Linked DNA regions of Mus musculus: all the other regions are linked to region 1. A link is a contact called in public promoter capture Hi-C data. All regions are on one chromosome and are shown on one strand. Each heading gives the region's core, a stretch centred on a gene start, on an enhancer-like site or on the middle of the called end of the contact. The rest is flanking DNA. Distances are from core to core; before and after follow the strand shown.

Region 1 (4,269 bases), core at 1,265-3,764:
CGTTGTCTGCTGAACTCCCAGGCCATTACCGTTCTTCATTTCCTGCCACCTAGCGTCCCTCTGGTAAGTGCAAAAATGAAGAGGTGTTTGTTTCATTGGCTTAAAGATACCAAGCAAGGGGCTGGAGAGATGGCTCAGTGGTTAAGAGCACTGACTGCTCTTCCAGAGATCCTGAATTCAATTCGCAGCAAACAAGCAGCTCACAACCATCTGTAATGGGATTGGATGCCCTCTTCTGGTGTGTCCGAAGAGAGCTACAGTGTACTCACATACATAAAAATAAATAAAAAATCTTTAAAAAAAAAAAAAAGATACCAAGCAAGCCAGTGAGGAGGTTATCTCTTTTGCAACCCGTGTATTTTTCTGGTTCAAGGTCTCGTTACATAGTTACTAAAGGAGCTGTTGAGGAAGGACAGGCCTGCGGCAGATTGCTGGGTGGGTGTCAAAAGGGCAGGGTATTGTCAAACCAGGATTGGGAACTCAAACCTGGAGGCTGGAGGGGCGGTGCAGCGAAGCCAAAGGTGATCTCAGAGCTCTGTGGAGGCATTCACAGGTCGGGGGAGGGGAGAGAGGCACACAACCGGACCGGACAAAATCAATAATTGTTCTAGATGACCTTTTCTGCTCTCAAGGTCAAAGTGTTCAGATCTCACGGGGCCCAGCTGCAAAAGAGATAGGCATGCCCTGGTTTCATCTATCCATTGGGGCTGAGCCTGGCAGACCTGACTCTGAGAGAGCTGAGGGAAGACTTCCCAAGTGCACGGAGGGTGGATTTTATTGTGTGTGCTCAGCATGTTAAGAGCATACAGAAATGATCCCCACGTTGTTTGGGAAAGGATTATTTAGCTGATAAGGACAGCCTGCTTTTTTGCTGGTGGTGTTGATATGGAACCAAAAGTACAGAAACCAAAAAAACCTGTACACTGCCCCCTGGGGGTCACCTTGTGTATGAGAGAAGGAACTACTGAGAACCAGGGGTTCCTGTTTTTGAATGAGCTATTTTGCTAGACAATACACAAACTGCAGCAACAGGTGACGAACTTTTACAAGGTCTCATGACACTCGAAGAGAGCCGAGCTCAGAATGGACACTTCCTGGCTCTTCATCCTTCTCTGTTCCCGGAAGGGTTTTTAACTAGAGGGGGCAATAGGCATTGTAACAACTGTGTCTCAGGGAGGAGGAGGCCTGAGCTCACTCAGGGCCCCTTCTTTCCCCCAGGGCCACTCCCCTCGTTCTGAGAGCTGCACTATTCAACCCTTCAACCCCGCCCATAAAAAAACCTAAAGACAAGCCAACCCACACAACACTAGGACCCGACAACCACTGCTTCAATCTCCATCAAGTCCACAGAGCCCACACATCTCGTAGAGATGGTGCCAGTGAGCGACACTCTGACTTACAAGAATTCCGGGCTGCTTTTACCTGCTGCCTGGCTCCCTGTCAAAACTCACCGCACATACACAACTCCTGGATTTATGCTTTTCCCCGATGAACCCGCAAGCAGATCAAAAACAGGATGGCTGCATCAGGACCCACAGAGAAAGCTAATCGGGGGGGGGGGGGTTTGTTTTCTGATTTTTCATGTTCTAGAAACCACCAGGGTGCACTCACTGTCTCTGTCTGTCTGTCTGTCTCTGCCCCTCTCTCTCTCCTCTCTCTCCCCTCTCTCTCCTCTCTCTCTCCTCTCTCTCTCTCTCTCTCTCTCTCTCTCTCTCTGGGGGAGTGTTAAGAGGTGAAGGAAGGGAGGCTACAGGATTGATTATGACTTATTAAACTATTGGAACATCGGCTGAATCATCACAGTCAAAAAATAAATAGCTGCAACTTGATGCGACACATCTCCCACTTCTTGTGAGTCCCTCCTTGCTCCCGCAGAGCGCCACAGCGCGCGTAGGCGGAACGGTTGGGCTGGGGCTGGGTCAGACCAGCAAGCAGTGACTGACGGGCTAAATTAAAGCTAGAAGAGACTGCATGGCCCGGGGCCTCCAGTTGGGAGAGCGGTGGAGCCCGCGGAGCCTGCTGGCTGCAGGAACTGAAGCCAGGTGCCCCGCGCTTGCACACCTGCAGGCGCCTGCACGGGAGACACGCTTGCTGCTGTCACCCCTTTTTCCTCTGCCCTTAGCCTGACTCTGCAACCTGTGCCCTGTTCCCGGGACTGGACCGTGGTAGGCACGGCTTTGCAAACTTGAGAACACGTCTTAAAGGTCCCGGAGCTAGTCTAGGTCACCCAAGTCGCCGCACCAGCTGCCTGGAATTTGTTGGGTAAAACCAGACCGAGTCACTGAAATCGGAAAGAAAGCCACGCGCGCCCTCATAGGGAGGAGTCGTGGAGACACTGACATCGCTTCACCATCCAACAGCATCAAGGTCTGCTGTCTTATCCTGGGCCACCCGCAGGTTTTCTCCACTCTGCTCACCGGGTCCAACAGGACCCGGCAGGCGGAGCCAAGCTGCCGTGACGTCACGGGCGGGGGCGTGGGGAAGTGTGCCCAGGGGCTGCCACCCGCCCGGGCCACTGCTAGCGGCGCAGCCACCGGCGCGCTCGCGAGGCCACCGGCGCCTGGAGCACCAGTCCGCGGCTGGGCGTCAATGATCTACAGGCCAAGCTAGCTCTCTCGGGGCCCGGGCAAGCTCTCTCAGACGCCAGAAGGGCCAGCACGAGCCAGCCAAGGAAGCTGGGAGCCCCGGGAGCCACTGCTGAGCGCCAAACACCCGCTAAGCCTGCTGTGCTCCTGGACGCCCAGCTGGGTAAAAGAACAGCTTCTGGGTGCTAGAGAACACAGGGAAGCGAGTGCTCGAGGAAAACCAAGGTGAGGGGTGCCAGTGTGCATACGCGTGTGTCACCGTGAGATGGAGGGAGGGACAAGCACACTTTGGGCACCTGCATGCATCTGTTCTGGGGATAGACCGCCGATCCCGGCGACCTGCACGTTGGTCCCGGCGCGCAAATTCTCTGTTTTTGTGCCTTTGGAGGTGACAGGTGGATGAAAGATGCATATCGTGGTGTCTGGGGTGGAAAGGTAGTGTGTTCTGGGACGGATTTGTTCTCAAAGAAAATGCCCAAGTACCGTGGCGTGTGCCCTGCGTGTCCGATGGGGACAACTTGTTTCCTAGCCACCTGCGAAACAGCCCTGGTCCGAGGAAAGAGACACCAGCTAAAGGAGAAGGGACATGCCAAGTGCCACCACAGGGTCCACAGTCTGAGACCTAAGTTAGGGAGGGACAGTGATGGGGACGTCACCGAAAAAGAAGGAAAGCAGATTCTTCAGGGCTCTTTATCGCCCTGATGGGGAGGCAGCCCAAATTCGTCTGCGGTCAGGTCCCCCTCCCTCCCCCCCCCCCCCACCCGCCGCCCTCAGGCAGAGAATCTGTCTAGATTGGAGAGAACCAGCTACTGAATGGTCAGGTCCCCAAGCGACTGTCAGCGCTCCTAGCTGCCCCTGGCACCTCAGTCCCCTCTGCGTTTCGAAGCTGGACATTGCAGGCACCGCAATCCACTCTCCCTCAGTCTGCCTAGAAACGGTAAAGATCCCTTAGGGAACACGTTGTTTCCAGAGTCAGCGAGTTATGACCCTAAATATTTTCCTCACACTAACTCCATCGTCCTGAGCCTCGCTTATCTACCTTCGCCCCAATGGCGAGGGGCACTCTAGCATCGTGGTGGGCTACACAGGGCTGCTGCAAGTTCCAACCTCAGATTCTTGGAGGGGTGTGTGTGTGTGTGTGTGTGTGTGTGTGTGTGTGTGTGTGTGTAGGTGTCTGGTAGGCTTGGAGATGGGGAGGTCTTGAGGGCTCACAACAGAAAGATGCTGGAAAGAAACTAAACCCACCTGTCCCTCCTCTAGTTGTGGAGCAGTCTGTGGGAGGGAAAGAGGGGGTTCCTGAGTGGAAACCCTTCTTTCCATCGGAGCCAGGGGACGCCACCCACCAAGCTACAGGCCAGTATTTAGCAGCAAAGCAGAGAGCCTGACTTCCCAGGGCATTTAATTTAAGCACAATTCAACAAGTATCGCCCGGTGGCATTTGCAATTCACTTGCAGTGAGATGATTGGAAAAGGAAAAGACGCCACTTGGAGGTCTTGGGCTTGTTACATAGGGCGCCTAGGTTCTAAGCTCGTGTCTTCCTCAGACATGGGGTTCCCAGCATATGACCTCCACCCACCTTCCCAGACTTCCCTCCCCAAAGTGGAGATGTGTCTCAGCTCATTTCAGAGAAAGGTGACACCCCCTCCACACACACCCCTAGACCCCCCGCCATTCATTCTGGTT
Region 2 (4,269 bases), core at 876-3,375, 2.0 Mb before region 1:
TAGCCAAGGAGCTAAAGGGATCTGCAACCCTATAGGTGGAACAACATTATGAACTAACCAGTACCCCGGAGCTCTTGACTCTAGCTGCATATATATCAAAAGATGGCCTAGTCGGCCATCACTGGAAAGAGAGGCCCATTGGACTTGCAAACTTTATATGCCCCAGTACAGGGGAACACCAGGGCCAAAAAGGGGGAGTGGGTGGGCAGGGGAGTGGGGGTGGGTGGATATGGGGGACTTTTGGTATAGCATTGGAAATGTAAATGAGCTAAATACCTAATAAAAAATGGAAAAAAATTGCTTTAAGTGGTAACCTATTTTTCATTTGTTTGTCTGTAATGTTAAGGGCCACTCACGTTATTTAAATCTAATGAAATCAACGGATAAGTACTGTGACTTTATAAAAATTACGGTTAGTGAAGGTTCCTGAGATATCATCAGATTTATTTAGGTAAATAAAATAAGCCAAATAATAGCAGCCAATAGGGAGAACGTTGCAGATTATTATCTTCTAAATAAAATATGGCCATGGAATCCATGCGATCACAGTGACTATGTATTATAGCACTGGGTCCAGTTAAGCCCTTCCAGGGTCAGAGACCTATGGGGCCCTACCACATTCTTTAGATCTGCTAGTGAACAACAAATTCTAGGAGAGGGAATAGCACAGCACCAAGTCATGCGAGGACTAGTGACCCATTAGGCACTTACAAGAAGATTCCAACATGGGATCATACAAGACTGCCTCGACTATTGATTCTGCAACAAAGTTCTAAACAAAACCAAAGCTAAACAAGCAAACACACTGGAGAGAGATATTTGTAGGGAAGGGAGGATGATGGGAGCAGGAGGCAAATGGGAAAGAGTGGGAGGGAGATTGTACAAAATATGCAGTGTACATCTTTGAAAGTGTAGAAAAACTAAATTTAGTAGAGGAAGGAATAGATTTGTCTGTGAGCGCCTCAGGTTGCCTGTAGATGGTATAAAATATTACAATCAGATGTGTTAAACAATGAAGCCCTGTTCAATTGCTTTGGGAGGTCTATAAGCAGAATATCTCTCTTTGAGGGCTGGGGACTGCCAGCACGGCTGCCATGGGGGTCTCAGTTCAACTCCCATCAGTGAAACAAAAAAGAAAAAAATAGGAAGAAAAAGCAGAACAATTACTCGACACACAAACAAATGAAAAGAACCCAGTCACTAGGGCTTCCGAGATCCTAACCAAACTAGATGTCACCTGCCTGTTCTGTGTTCAGTATGGCCCAGCGACACTGAGCCTTTGAATCTCATTGGCTGGCATGCTTATTCGGTATCTCATGCTTTGCTCTTGTTTATTACCACTCACATCTCAAAGCAAATGTCACTTATTCATCATATAGTCACATGTGTCTCTATAGATATTCATTATATAGACATATATGATCACTGCCTGTCGATCACTCCAGTTTACATGATCCCATTCCTCTCATTTATTTCATTCACTAACATCTGACATTATTTGTTTTATTTATACTAATTGGTCTAATGTAAAAGACAAAGATGAGATATCTCAAGCTATTAGAATCCTTAGAGTTTGAGGCTATTAAACCCTTGGTGCCTATAACTAACCACAGTGTACATTGAATAAAGTAGATTTCTAAATGAGCATCAATTCTTTTTTGTCTCTATGCCGCTAGAGAAAAAAATACATGCTAAAATTTAGTACAGGATACTTAGATAGTGTCTATAGCATGTGATTTCGTTCCAAGTTATATTCAGAGTCAGCCGCACGTCATCAATGATTTTGGCTAAATGGAAGTTGAAAAAGTAGAAAAATTTGTTTTTAGCACCTAATTTGAATTTGAAGGGAAGAAAGCACCATGCTGTGAACGGTCCCTCATCATTTCGTTGAAACTGATCTGATGTGGATTTAAGGTACATTAAAGGGGTTTGGAATTGAAGACAAGGGCCTGTAAAGATAATATATTATTCCAGCCTTCACTGCTTCCCTAAAAATTGAAATTGTGTTCCCCGCCATCCTCCTCTGGGAAGGACGGCTTACACCAGCCAGGCTTGCCTGCATTTGATTGTTCAGCTGTATATCAACCAGTGTGGGTTCAGCAGAGGTCTCCGCCATAACCCTCCAGGAACCCAAACCACCCAAACATCGTACGACAGGGATCAGGCTTCGGTTTAAGCGCTGCTCCCGACACACACGTGTGTTCCAGTCATTTAGGAAGGTGTGATTAAAAACCATTATGTGCCCTAACAGATGTGACCTTAAAGAATCTACTATGGTTTAAAAAAAAAAAAATAAAAAGGGGCACAAAGTATTGCATAGCAATAGTGGTTAGACTAACACCAGGAAAGTATTATAGGAGCTGAACCACACTGAACAACTTTCATTGATTACTACCTTCTGTTTCAAGAAAAATACCACGATGTTTAAGAATGAGATGCAATGTTCTTATCCCAGCCCCCTCTTCCCATCGCCCTAACTCTCATGGTTCTAATGAGGAAGAAATTGAACCCCACGGATGGTAGATTTTAAATCTTCTTCACTGAAGAGGAATTATTGGATTGCTACCATCTTCGTCTCTCTAGTCAAAGATAATTCAACCCATGTGCTATGAACATACAAAACAAACAAAATAAAACCATGGAGACCATTTAGAAAATGAAATCTCCTTGTTTTCAAATCTCCGATACACGCTAAAAGTCTGTTTAGTGATCTTAAGAAGTGAGTTAGTTATTTTGTTTTTCACCACATCAGTTCTGCTCTCGGGCACCCCTACTAATTCTCAGAATTCATGTAAGCATATCATAGTTTGTACATCTAATATCCCAACTGTACATTTATAAATCCCAACTACCATGTCAACAATGGTATTATACTGCAATGTACATGGTCAATGCAACAGCTCTGTATGTCTGAATCAACAATCTGTGCTGTTCATAAAGTTGGGCAGGATTTTCTGCTCATCTCACCAAGAATATTTTTTTGCATTCTTGATTTTATGTCATAGCTTTATGTCATTTATTTTTATTATTTTGTGTGTTTGTTTCTTTGTTTGTTTTGTCATGGAAAGGTATACCACAATATGTGTGGAGGTCAAAGAATATCTTGCGGGAATCTATTTTTCCTTCCCATCAGATGGGTCCTGGGGATTGGCCTCAGGATCAGAAGCCTATACAATGAGTACTTTTAGCCACTGAGTCATCTAGTCAACTGTCTAAGCCATTCTTTGAGTCTTGTACAAAAAAAAAAATAAAGTCTGTCAGCTTAAAACTGTGACTACTCAATGTACAGTCTGTAATGCCAGGTGTAAAATACTGAAAAATTATATGGGGGAAATGAGTCAGAGAGAAAGAACCATTGCTGTGTGAACACGAAGAACTGAGTTCAAATCCAGGCTCACAACTTTAAATAGCAGGCACGACTCAGAACATCTGTAAACCAAGGGCTCTGGTGAAGAGCAGAGACTAGAAGACCTCTGGGGGTTGATTGCTACCAGCCTAGCTACAAGTTCAGTGAGCTTCCTTATCTCAAGGGAAGAAAGGTATGATAGAGAAAGAATGTTAGATAACTTCTAGTCTTAGCATGCAGACACTCAACATATAAACACTTATAGACATAAGTGCATATCACACACATACACATGAACACACACATTCAAAACATATACATACACTATGTGTATATATAACAAATGCTTTAAAAAGTAAGTCAATTAGTTATATGATTGATTCATTTTAATAATGTTTGTTCTATTGAGACCAGAACATTCCTCCATTATCAAGTTGAAAAGACACCTGTGTTTTTAAACTTTAATATTATTTATATTTGATGTGCTTTCATGGTATTTATACATTTTTCAGTGATAGTATTATATAAAATTGTTTAACATTGGAAAAGATAGCTATAATTCTCTTATGTGGTAAAAACAGAAGCTTTAAGAGAACTAAACATATTATAGTTAATGTCTTACTATTCTTGCAATGTTTCGTTAAACTATTAACAGTTTAAAGAAACAGTCAAGTAGAAAGTAATTTATAATAAAATATGTTTAAAGTTAAAAAAATGTATTTATTTGGTTTCAATCGTACCCTGAATAACCGGTACATATAAAAGTATTCAATTCTGAAATTTAAATAGATGTGTTGCTTAAAATAAGCTCCATGAACATACTTGTCTGCATCTCCTGATTCCAACCAATTTAAAAATTACTTTAATGTTTGTAAAATAGGGGTCTGCTGCTATGGGTAATTGCAATGGCATGTAATGTAGGT
Region 3 (4,269 bases), core at 999-3,498, 1.6 Mb before region 1:
TGCCAATTGGGCTACTTGAAAGCTTAATGCTAGCTTGGAAGATATAACAACAACAACAACAAAAATTAACTGTTAGAGAAACAATATTTGAACACACACAATGTGTGTAAGAGAGAGAGAGGGGAAGAGGGAGAGAAAAGGAGAGAGAGAGAGACAGAAGCAGAGAAAGATCTCTCTGGTACATCTCAAAACTGAACAGCATAAAAAGCAGCAATTTATTTAGCTTAACTAACCTGGTTGTAGTCATCTGTAAGCCACCTCATTATCTGCTTCCCGAACCTGCCAAAAGTGCAGCCTTCATTCATTGACACATAGAAAAAGAACAGGAGAAAGGCTAAAAATAAATTCCAGGGGCAAACTCTACTGACCACAACTTATCAAGCAATACATAAAAATTAAAAACAAACATAACTCTAAAGAGAACAGTAGGAGCTGGAGAGATGGCTCAGTGGCTGAGAGAACTTATAGTTCTTGCAGAAGACCCAGGCTCCCTGCACTTGCATGGTGGTTCATGACAATCTGTGACTCCAACTTAAGGTTTCTAACACACTCTTCTGGCCTCTCTGAGCGCCATGCATACAGAAGGTGCACATGCATACATGCGGGCAAAACTCTCATACACGTAAATTTCAATAACATCTTTACAGAGAGATAACAGTAAAGAAATAATTAACATAGGAATCTGATTTACTTAGGGGAAGTAGTGTGTGTGTGTGTGTGTGTGTGTGTGTGTGTGTGTGTGTGTGTGTGTGTGTGTGTTTAAATGTATTGTCCTTGTCTCCGGGCAACTTTTGGGAATCGATTTCTCCTTTCATCATCTGGGTTCTTATGATGAGATTTGGGCCATCAGGCTTGGCAACGAGTGCCTTCCCTTGCCAGCTTTCCACTGATTCTGAGACACAATCGTTCACTAGCCTCGATTCTTTGGTACATCTAGGCTTCTTTCTAGTAATGGATCAGCTGCCTCTGCCTCTTCCTTGGTTTGGAAACCAGGGTCTCCACCTTTGTCACCTGACTCAAGAGCAGGTATGAGATCATTTCCTCTGGTTTGCTTCCACTGGCTGTGATAATCTTGGTGTCACGGCTTAGTGTCCCCACCTGCTTTTGAGCCCTTTCCAATTCCCTAAGCACTTCCCATCACATTCTTGTATTTCAAGAACAAGAGGAAACGATCGAACTTGATGCGCACCTGTGTGATGTGGGGACCCAACAAGCAAAACAAGAAAAGAAATAAAATAAACACCTTATTATATTCAAGCTGGACCAGGTCCAGGGAGGTGTCGGAAAGCTTCTGTCTGCGGAAAACCAAGCTGGTGGGGCTGATAATGATTACTGGATGTCAAAGGGGTAAGAAAGAAAGCCCTTTAACAACAACCTGCAGACACCATAAGATCATATTCTTTGCAGCTTCCCTGTTTAGTGGCTTTAGTTAACACTGCTTGCTTCATTATGGCAGTCAGGTATCCGCAACAATGGGTGGCAAGGAGAGACTAAGATTGCCACGTGTTTATAGATGCCTGCAGGACTTAAAGTCATAGAACTAATTTTTTTCTCCCCTCCCCTAATACCCAATTGGAAAGAGGGAGAATATGAGCACAGGGGATTTGAAAATATGCTTCATTTGATGTATTGATCTTATTGCTGAATTCTTGGCATGATAGTAGTACATGCCCTTTCACTTCCCCCTGTACTTCTCATTTCTATGACAATTTTCTGATCTTATAACACATAATTCACTGGGTAACTTTACAAAAAAATAAAAATATAGAGCAAAACAGTGCTATTTTAGATATTTTACTTTATGGCTCTACACATGATCCTTGCGTGGAAACATTGCAGAGAAATCTAAGTTAAAAGACAAAAATAGGACTATAGAATGGGACTATCAATTTACAGACATGATTATAATTTGTTTTAATCCAGAATAAAATAATGGGGCATATGTAAAAGGAAAAAAATATCTGTTTTAATCACCTTTTATTGAAAATGAATACAATAGAAAATGAGATTTATATTTTAGTTTCCATTCAACTGTTTGCCAATATCTTATCTGGAGTAAGGTAGAAAGCATGGACATTCATGCTCAGGCACCTCATGATTAGTATTTATCAAGCATGAGAGTCTTTTCCTGCAGGACACACGGATTGCCTCCATTCGCTGGGGGAGCCGAGTCTCACACGAAGCAGAACTTCTGATGTCCCTGGCAAGTCTGCTGACTGAAGGGAAAGTGTTTATTGATTCAACCTTTCCATAACCCTCTACTAAAGTAAATATGTCTGAAAGAACTAAGCCAACATCAAATTTCACTCAACTACCATGTGGCCCTCTTGACATAAAGAACTTGGCATCAGCCACTACCCTAGCCCAGGCCCCGGTAGAAGAGAAGGCATGCTTTTCATATGATACTATGTGTGGTATAACAGGCGCCCATCTCTGATGTCCTGTTTCATGTTCTGTCTAGCCTTGCTAATATGTAACTAAATTTTGAACACAGCCTCACATAACCCTGTTTGGAAATGCCACATTCCTTGAGTGACAAGCTGATATGAGTCACTTCTATCAAGTAATTCAAGCATCTGCGTAATTTAAACATTTTTAGAATTCTCACCTTCTTATCATTTAAGTTTGCAAAATAATTTTATAGGTGACTATTAAGCTTGTGTCATCTCGACTCCTCTGTCTTTCTCCTTCAGCTTTTCTCTTATCCACTCCCAAACTCTCTCAAATAATTCTTTATTATGGTCACAGGTGTGTGCAAACACAAATACAACTTACTGACTTCCTTTGTCGATGCTCAAATGCACATGTGTTTGGGGCTCATCAATTCAGATTAGATAACCTCTCAGGGTTATCTAATCCAGATCAGCAACCCTTGATTACCTATTTCTTCACATTTAGCAGTCAGGCTTCATAAGCTTTTCCCCATCTACAACATCATGTCAAACAGTCATAATTCAGTTTCTTTTTAGGTAACCATACTGTTGAGATATTGTGGGCGCAGCTCCCCTGCCGTGTCTAGGAGCTGCTTTGATTGGTTGTGGAACCCTTTAATAGTAAGTATCCATCTGCTGCAAAATGAAGCTTCTCTGACTAGGAGTAAACTACACTTATCTAGAGGTATAAGGTTAAGTATTTGGATTACAGTTAGATACTACATTGACTTATGCAAATTGCCAGAGGAGATTTTGTTAGTGGTGAAATCTTCTATCTACCATGACATTTAGGATTATAACCAAAGCATATTAAAATCAAGTAGGGAAAGCCTAAAGATAGAGCATCCAATAGTTGAATATCATTCTTTATCTTGATTTAAACAAGGACTCCCTATTGGCTAAATCCAACCAAAATCCAGAGGGTATGGAAAGCATATAGTGTTGTGTATATAGATCATCCTCATGGGGCAGAAAGCAGAGTAAAATCAAACATCATATCCTGCACCAAGGTCCTTCAGGACACAAAGAAGGAACATGTGTGTGTGTACTGCCACCAGGAATGTCTCAGCTTCTTGTGTTAGGTTATGTAGAATCACCTTTCCCACTTCTGTCACATTTAGCCTGATTTGTAGTGAGTGCTACTATTGTGTTAACACAACCACATTTGACTAAAGCATGACCATTCCAGTAACCACCAGTCAGCCATGTTGTCTCATGCAAGAATTCTAAGAGTCCATGCTCACTGAAACTTCCACTTCTCGTTGACCTTAATTGATATACACCATGAACTATTCTAGATATATAACAGTTTCAGAGGAATGCGTTTATCTTTTGAATCATAACTTAATTGTTTTCTTTGGAAGGAAGAATGCCCCTACACACTTGGTATTAAGGCCTACCCTTCACTGTCAACATTTTTGTAAAAATTCAAATTAAAATGTTACTTCTGGTAGTTTCTTATTTAGTTTTGGATGTGTCCTGTTTCAGTGCCTCCCTGATGATGTCTTTAAGAAAAGGAGATGTTTCATCATCAAAGGGCAAAACCTGCTAAGAGATGTTAATATCTAAGGATGTTAATGTTAGCATGAGTATTGTTCTAGAAGAGATTGGTATGGAAAGAAATGATGACTGTCAACATCTGTAACTATCAGGAAGATGATTTGAGTGAGTGATAGAACACTCCTCAAGGCAATTACGGTATTAACAAAAGTGATGTAACATTGATGAATGAAACCATCCCTAACAGAACAGATATTTAACCTGAGAAATAAAAGCACTAAATAAACAATGAAGACTGAGAAGGGCATCTGAGTAAGCAGGGGTTTCACAGCTTGGA

Evidence for each region. Promoter capture Hi-C pulls out the DNA fragments that hold promoters and counts their contacts.
Region 2: a contact with region 1 is called in a promoter capture Hi-C map of second pharyngeal arch cranial neural crest, with 12 times the contacts expected there. The contact joins the enhancer-like site here to the promoter of Sstr2 in region 1. A contact is called at or near these places in 12 of 39 promoter capture datasets (the 3T3-L1 cell line, 3T3-L1-derived adipocytes, the C10 cell line and 7 more), 5 of 484 Hi-C or Micro-C datasets (cerebellum, cerebral cortex, cortical neurons and 1 more) and 2 of 115 datasets of contacts at active chromatin or transcription factors (astrocytes and embryonic forebrain).
Region 3: a promoter capture Hi-C map of liver shows a contact between it and region 1, with 4 times the contacts expected there. The contact joins the enhancer-like site here to the promoter of Sstr2 in region 1. A contact is called at or near these places in 5 of 39 promoter capture datasets (the 3T3-L1 cell line, hippocampal neurons, liver and 1 more).

The regions. Positions count from the first base shown.
Region 1 is chr11:113,616,813-113,621,081 of GRCm38.p6, forward strand. It overlaps Sstr2 (somatostatin receptor 2), which reads left to right and starts at 2,515. Exons shown (of 2, transcript NM_001042606.3): 1 at 2,515-2,810. It also overlaps a transcript of Slc39a11 not described here.
Region 2 is chr11:111,646,031-111,650,299 of GRCm38.p6, forward strand. The region is part of intron 2 of Gm30219 (a long non-coding RNA gene); the gene reads right to left. Among named protein-coding and RNA genes, the nearest start is that of Gm30219, 11 kb to the right of the region's middle. Within about 2 kb of position 2,126, at least 1 of the 459 cell types and tissues checked has an H3K27ac peak or open chromatin away from gene starts, as enhancers often do. A contact at or near this core is called in second pharyngeal arch cranial neural crest, where this site is marked.
Region 3 is chr11:111,968,838-111,973,106 of GRCm38.p6, forward strand. No RefSeq gene overlaps it. Among named protein-coding and RNA genes, the nearest start is that of Gm30337, 170 kb to the left of the region's middle. Within about 2 kb of position 2,249, at least 3 of the 459 cell types and tissues checked have an H3K27ac peak or open chromatin away from gene starts, as enhancers often do. A contact at or near this core is called in liver, where this site is marked.